Regions from separate parts of the Sus scrofa genome. Here region 1 is linked to region 2. Evidence: chromatin contacts called from public Hi-C data. All regions are on one chromosome and are shown on one strand. The core of a region is the stretch at or near the end of the contact, and the rest is flanking DNA. Distances in the headings are between cores, read along the strand shown.

The links. A called contact is a pair of places that touch in the nucleus more often than the background predicts.
Region 1: a contact with region 2 is called in a Hi-C map of liver, with 4 times the contacts expected there. The contact joins the promoter of CHST11 here to the enhancer-like site in region 2. A contact is called at or near these places in 1 of 5 promoter capture datasets (fetal skeletal muscle), 2 of 47 Hi-C or Micro-C datasets (embryonic fibroblasts and liver) and 1 of 2 datasets of contacts at active chromatin or transcription factors (alveolar macrophages).

The regions. Positions count from the first base shown.
Region 1 is chr5:80,067,169-80,071,196 of Sscrofa11.1, forward strand. CHST11 (carbohydrate sulfotransferase 11) reads right to left here and starts at 1,735. Exons shown (of 3, transcript XM_021092627.1): 1 at 103-1,735. The coding sequence starts at 220.
Region 2 is chr5:79,938,229-79,941,775 of Sscrofa11.1, forward strand. CHST11 (carbohydrate sulfotransferase 11) reads right to left here. Exons shown (of 3, transcript XM_021092627.1): 2 at 3,452-3,537. Among named protein-coding and RNA genes, the nearest start is that of CHST11, 130 kb to the right of the region's middle. Within about 2 kb of position 1,268, at least 12 of the 83 cell types and tissues checked have an H3K27ac peak or open chromatin away from gene starts, as enhancers often do. A contact at or near this core is called in liver, where this site is marked.

The DNA of each region.
Region 1 (4,028 bases), core at 485-2,984, 130 kb after region 2:
GAAGAGGTAAGGTTGGAAGAGGCAGAAGCCAGGCGGAGCGAGGGAGCGAAAGCGCGAGAGAGAAGAAAATATCCAACAAAACCACGCTAACGCGCCCCCTACCTGGGTGCAACATACTTTGGAAATAGAAGATGACCAGGATAAAGGATCCCAAGCAAGTGGCCAGCACCATCCGGCAAATTCTGTTCATCCTCATCACTTCCAGCAGCGCCGGCTTCATGGCTTTGTCCTGGCTGCGGGGACCCGGGTGTCCGGGAGGCGCTCCCGGAGCGCAAGAGCGGGGACCCCGCCGCGCCGAGCGGAGCCCGGGAGGCGCAGGGCAGGGCTCGGCAGGGTTCGCAGGGAGGATCAGGCTGGCTCCGCGGCTGCTCTCGGAGCCCCCAGCCCTGGGCAAGGGTGTGGAAGGCGCCGGAGTTGCTCTGGAAGTGGAGATGCGTGGACTAGCCGGCTGCGCGCTCGTGCTCCTCCTGCTGCTCCTTCTCGCCTCTCCGCCGCCGCCTCCGCTCCCGCCGGCGGCAGCCGCTGCCTCCTCGCGGGCCGGGCGGCTGGGGTGCGAGCGGTGATGGTGGTGCAGCCGCGCTGCCGCTGCCGCTGCCTCTGCGCCGGCCTCTGTGGTTGTCGGACGGGCCCCCTCCCTCGTCTCCACAGGCTACTTCATTGCGCTCCAATGATCTATATATTCCGGGGCTGGGTTTTACCAAATGCAACTCGCAGCCCCCGGCGAGGGGAGGGCGCCTGCGGAGAGCCGGGCGGAGGGAGGGACCCGAGCGCCGGGGCGGAGCGTCGCGCTCCCCCCGCCCCTACCGGGGATTTGGTCGCGTCCAGCTGTTTCCCGGGGAGTGCAGAGTGCGCGCCGCGCTCCCGCAGGGTCCCAAAAGCCCTCAGTCCCCGGCCGGCCCCGCGGCCGTCTGGAGGTTGTGTGTCAGCGTTTCCATGACAAAACCCGGAGGAAAAAAATACGAATAAAATCGCCTCTGTGCTGCCACCTCCTCCTGCCGGCGTGTGAAGACGGAAGTGGCGGGGAGCGGTTTAGGGCACGGGAAGCGCGAAGGGGTCCAGCAGTTCGGGATAATTTAAAATCCCTGGGTAGGGTAGCCGGGAAGTGGTTCCGAGCCCCCAGGGAGCGAGTGCCCTTTCCCCGAGTCTCCGAATTGGGCGGTTTCAGGTTTGGATGTTTTGTTTTGTTTTTCCTTTCAAACGGCAGCCCAGCACGAGCGACGTTTTGGAAAGGGGTTAAAGACGGCTGACTTCAGGTCAAGGTTAGGAAAACTGCAGAACTCGAAGGGGTCGGGCGAGGGCTGAGCTTTCCTGGGGATTTAGGCGGCCTCTGACACTCATTCTCCTCCGCAGAGTAAAAGGGGTTTTGGTGAATTGTCGAAGTCTGCTTTCCCAAAGGGGAGAGCTCCCTCCAAATCCTCCAAAGGGCAGAGAGTCCTGGCGGAGGGGGGGTGGAGGTGGGGGCAGCGGATGCCCCACGAGGTCACTCCTCCCGGTACGACCAGCCATTGGCAGGTAAATGGAAAGATGGCGTTGCTTTCGTGTGTTGTGTGAAGTGACTTAAAAATGCCAACTCCAGTGCATTTCGATTGTTTAGACATCAAAGTGGAGGCAGGTCACACCTCCCTGGTACTAGCTGGAGAAAAGTGGTTATCTACCCGGAATGGAAGATCTTGTTGTTCCGTCCTTTGTGAATTCTGTAAGCTAAGCGAGAAGGCTGTAAATAAAATAAAATCCTTTTATTTTCCTTATAACTTTACACCGTGTCTTTAAAGGATTATTGAAATTCCAACAATATTTACCCCCCAAAAAAAGTTATTGTAAAGACCATCAAGTCTTGCACATGTTATCAAATCTTTACTACTATTAACTCAATAATGAAAGAAGATAATGTGTCTTTCAGTACCTCTCACAGAGCAGGCATTTGATAAATACTTATTGAATCTGGATGTAATGGGCCGTATCCTCCTCTCACTACATCAGAGACACAACTTGCAAACAGATACCTGCCGCAAAATCCATCTCTACACCCTCACTTCCCTTCCCCTAGTCTTCCTCCAGCGGTTGCAAGGCAGGGAAAGTAACAAAGTCAGCAGCCTTGCCTTTGATTACAGAAGACAATCAATTACAGCATAATATTTATGCAGCCGGTTTGTACTGTATTAATTTGTGCTCACTTGTGAATGAGCTGCTTACTAAAGGCAGCCAAGCTGAACAAGATCCAGCGCAAACTCATTCTCCAGTGACCCCCCTCCCCCCACTTCCACCCCCAGCCCCGCACCCCAGGAGATCAGGATGAGAGCGGTGCTTAGCCCATCCTCCCCATCCTTGACCAAGGCAGGGATTCCTCACAGGGCGCACACCTAGGTGGGCACTTACAGTGCTTGGCCTAGCATGTCAGGCTCTTGTTTAACGCCTGGTTTTGCCAGGGCGGAGACGACACTGTACCTGTAGAAAAGCCTGGATATACATAAGGCAGTCTAGGAAGTCACAGGGTCAAGGATAGAGGTCAGAAGCCGAATCCCCGGTAGGTCTTGGAAGGTTGAGCTGGGGCCCGCCTGCTGAGGAAGGATGTTGAACTGTGCCCAGCATCCACTCCTGCATTCGCACAGTCAGGAATAGGCCCAAACATAAAGTGAGGGACAAGGTTCTGACAGGTGAACTACCACCTCTTCCAAGAAGCCTTCCCTGATTTCTCTCCTGAAGTGGCCTCCTTCCTCCTCTGTGCTCTGAGCAGTAGGTCCAAACCCCTCTTGGATCCCTGTACCTACTGAGCTGCGTTTTATTCATCTCCATTTCTTTCTAGTGTTCAACAGAGCGACTGGCACATGGTGGGTGCAAATAAGTCTGAGATGGAGAGGCGATGCCTTCTTGGGCTAAGAACTTAAAGTAGATCCCCTCTAAAGTGCATGGTCCTGGGCAGTGGTAATGATCTGCAATTCTATTCTGTGCACATTAGGGGTAAAAGTTCTATTTCTTGTCTCCTTGTCACACTATAATAAACCTCCCAACCACTAGTACCACCATTGCTTTCTTTCCAGTCCTAACCTAACAAAACTTTGTTGTATCTTTTATGCATTCTACATTGACCAGATAAAGGACAGGGTTAACGCTAAGACTGAGGAGAAAGGAGATATGATATTTTGCATTTTGAAGAAATGTCAGTGGAAAGCTGCCTTGTAAATCATGCTTTCTGTTTTCCCCGGGTAGCGGTCAGGACAGGTGAGGTTAAGCTGCAATAACAAACAAGCCCTAATGTCAGTGGCTTCAAACAGCCAGGGCTTAGGCCTCATCAGTTATCAGCAAGAACCACTCACACACTCCTCCACACCCCATCCAGGCTAGGAAGTCAGAGAGCCCGGAGCTTTTGGGAAACAGTCTTCCTAGCTACGACCCCCCACCCCACACTTCCCTCTTCAGACCTTATTTTCCTCATTTTTCCAAATTCCCATTCACTCTGAGAGGTTCTGCGTCTCGGCGGCACTGGGCTTAACCTGGGGCCTGCTAAACCTTGGTCCATCACAAGGCATGAATCATGACTCCAGATGAAACAACATACAAGTGAAACTGGGGTCAACTTCAAAACCTGGTGTGGCCCCGGAAACTGTGTTGACGAGCAAGTTAGATGTATAGGGGTCACCTTGGGAAGATTCAGAGGCAAGAGAGCAAAAGAGGCAAAATCAGAATTCTGGCTCCCGTGTGCCATTGGCAGTGAACCGACAGATATTTACCAAGCCCTCCAGGACCTCTAGGCTGAGCTCTGCCTCGTTCCTGTAGGTGATGCCTTCAATGTACTGTCTTATTCAGATCTTGCACAACCGGTCGCCGGTTTCTGTGCTCTGTTGGAGAGAGATGTGGGCCCAGGGCGCTCGTAGACAGAGACCTCTTTATCATCCTTGGGGTGGGGTGGGGGCATGTCTTGGACCAGCATCAGCCAGGGGCTCCAGACTGGCCCTGCCCAGGATGGGCTTTGCCCATTTGCATCTCTCTGGCACCTCCAGCACAAAGTACACTCAGTTAACCAGAGCACA
Region 2 (3,547 bases), core at 18-2,517:
CTGGCATTTTAGGGGCAATTATGCCCTATTAATGGCTGACAGTGCAGCGCTGCCCTGCAGTCTGAGCTGAGCCGGGCAGGCCGCAGATGTGCTCGGCCCACAAATATGCAGTTGGCAACTCCTGAACTTTCGGTGACTTGACGCGAGCTGATCTGATCAGCAATTACGTTTTATTTTGGGGCCAGGGAGACAGCAGAGAACCAGGAAAATTATAAGACATCAGAGTACAGTTTTTCTAAGAATATCAACTCCAAACTCTTTGTTCGCCAATTGTTGTTTTAATGGTTAAAGGGTTTGCGAAGCACTAAAATAAGAAAAACTTGGACACTAAAATCAGATTATAGCCAATTTTCCTCAGGGAGCTTTTAAGCTTTTGTCCAATGAAAATCTGGGTGTGATTTTTCTTTTTTTGGATGGGGTAATCCCTGCCAAGAGAATTCTGCTGGTGACCGTGAACACAGCAAGACAATAAATGGATCTGTAGTTTGTCCTGGGTTTGAATCCTTACTCCACTTCTTACCAGCTGTGTGGCTGTAGCTCCTCGGCCTCAGTTCTCCCATACATAAAATGGGGCTGTAAAACACAGCTCGGGGCTTGACATAAGCAGTCCACGAGATATTTATAAGCATCTAGATAGGACGCGGCATCCAGGACCAGTGCATGGTAACTAAGACGGTACCTACTTGCCGTAATGCTGGTTTCTTGTCATCTAAAATAAATAGCTCCTGTTTTCACCATCATCTATCAAACCCAAATAACCAGTCAGCATAAAACGGGGAAACGGCATCTCCGGGAGTAGTTTGGTTTCTAGCAATTACGGGGTTTGTCATCTGCCCCAGTGATAACATCCATCCAGGCTTAGCGGCTTCCACAGCGTGGCTGGTCGGGAACGCAAGACACCACAGCGCGGCCCTCTCGGGTGCGATGTTTGTAACTGTCTTGTGGACACTAAACCCCAACTCCTCAACTCAATGGGATGGCCTTCTCTGCTCTGAACGCCCCGGCCCACGGCAGCCCGGAAGATCACCAAGACGGTGTCTCCAAGAAGCGCCCCTGATGGAACGTGCGTGGGAAGAGAACATAACTGCAGCTTGTAAAGGAAACCAGCCTAAGAAAAAAACATCCCGGGACAACATCCTGAGGAAACGGGGTGATCTTCCTGCAGAGACATTTTCCTGGTTACCAGCAAATGGGGCCAGACATCTTGCCCACGACATTGTGGATGAGGGTGGTGACTCACTCAGCTACGCCCTCACAGACGGCTCCAGAGCCGCCTCTCCAGCCCCATCTCCCCTCCCAGAGCCTGGGCTCCTGCCAAATGGCCATCTCCCCCAAGACCACCACTCAAAGAGACGACCTCTACCCGGGAAGCTCCTCTCTCCTGCGACTGGTTGACAAGGGGACCAGGCAGGGTCTCCCTCGCCAGGTGACCCACTCAAGTCAACTCTGGCTTAACAAGGAAACCCAGACACGGAAGGCTCACCACACAACCCCTGCCCACCCTTTGGTGCCCAGTGCCTGGCACTGTGCTGCATATAGTGGGAACTCATAATAGCAGATGAAGAAATGAACGAATGAATGAATCTGAGAACGAACAGACTCCATAGGAGGCACGGAGCAAGGCCCCTCGTCTCACGCAATTGTTAGCACCCTATCATAAAGGAGGGAGGCATCTCAGGGGTTAAGTGTCTTGCCCACACTCACGAAAGCTGGTCAATGAGGAAACCAGGCTTTGAACCCAGGTCTGACCCTAAAGTCAAAGCTTCCAGTACTGAAGCTATTCTCATGACCATACGTGATAATGACGAATCCTGTTTACTTAGCCCCTGACACACAAGAATCATTTCGTCCTCCCAACATTCTAGAGAGATGGAAAAGCTGACCCCTGAAGAGGACTCATCATGTATTCGAGGCTGCACAACCCGTTGGAGCTGGACGTTCATTCTTTCAATCACAGATGTCGGGGGCACCCACCACAGGCCAGGGTTGGGGACACAACTGTGACCACGGCAGACACAGTCCACAGATTTCCTGTCTGGAGGAGCATCTACTTCAGAAATAGCTCTTCCCATGACACCATAGGCTGCCCATAAAATTTCCTCAGGAAAGCAGGAGCACTTCAGCAGTTCTGTTTTGAAGAACAGAGGAGGTCACCTCAAAGACGGGGGGTGGTGCGCATCTCAGCGGCCTGTGCTGTTTTCAACGCGGCTGCTAGAAATCCTCTCTGCAGAAGCTGGTTTTGCCACCTCCCTAGGACCAGTGTGTGAACAGGCTGGGAGACTGGCCTCTCATAACTCAGATTATTTGGGAACCTAAACACAAATTCCCTGCTGAGTCACCGGAAAGCCCAGGAAAGGAGGCCTCGGGCAATCTGAGTTTGTAATAACCTGGCTAATCAGGCCTCATCCCACGTGGTGGGGCTGGCGGGGCTGGCAGGGGAGTGAATTAACGAGGTCAGGCCACCCATTTTGCACCAAGTCGGGAGTCCATTTTTCCAGAAGGGAGTGTGGGTGAGAGACCGGGGAAGAGCTGTTGAGTCAGAAAGTTCTCATGCTCATCCCTTTGCAAGACTTCAGGGAATTCAGCATTTTTGGAGGACCAAGCAGTTTCTTCCTCTAAGCACCTTAGTCCACAGAAATCCTAAATTAAGACTTTGATACAAAATACAGCTCAGAGATCAGAGACAAAGCAGTGCATTTTTTCCCCCTTCTCAACAGCTATCAAAGGACAGCTCATGGGCCACTAGGTGTTCATCCACCAGTTCTAGGCATCGTAAATTAATTCGAGTTCCCATAGAAAGACCCACACACACCAATGAGGCCATCACCATGGCAACCAGGCCTTCTTCCTTTGCTCCTGGATTTCCAAGGAGGACATCTTGCCTTGGTTGGAGCTTGTTTTGCTCCAAGAGGCCCTCTTTGCATAATCAACTCCCACTTACATGATAGCCACTTAGCAAAAAGTCTCCCCACACAAGGAGGTCCTGTCACACTGGCACAGTGAGGTGGAACTCTTGGGAGCATCGCTGGGCTCTGACGATCACATGTGGGAACTGGGTGGGGAGCTCACCCCCATGTGAGCCTTCTTTAGGAGTGCCAAGGGGAGCCTGCCCAGCCTGGTAGGCTCTGCAATTTCCAAGTCCTGAAAGTTGCATCTGTAACCCTGTGGCTCTCACGGATCCAAAACCTGGGCAGGTCAGAAAGCTCAGGCCAGCACGACCCCAAGCTGCTCCACCTCTTGCTAAAGTTTAGAAGCAGTTTATAGAGAAAAGGTGACCAAGAAAGCAGCCACTGAAGGTTAAATGCCAGGCACTGGAACAAAGTGTCAAATTCCCAAACAACAGAATTCTGGAGTTTTCCAACCCCCCCCCACACACACACCCCCACTCAAGCTTTCCCAAAATTGACACATGGAGACAGAGCCGAGAAGCAAGGAAGTTTCCAGGGCTTACCTGGGTCGGGTTGTAGAGTTCCTGCAGGGGGCTTCGAGACCCCTTCCGACAGCAGATGTCCACGCCAAAGGGATTCCTCCGCATGACTGAGGAGAG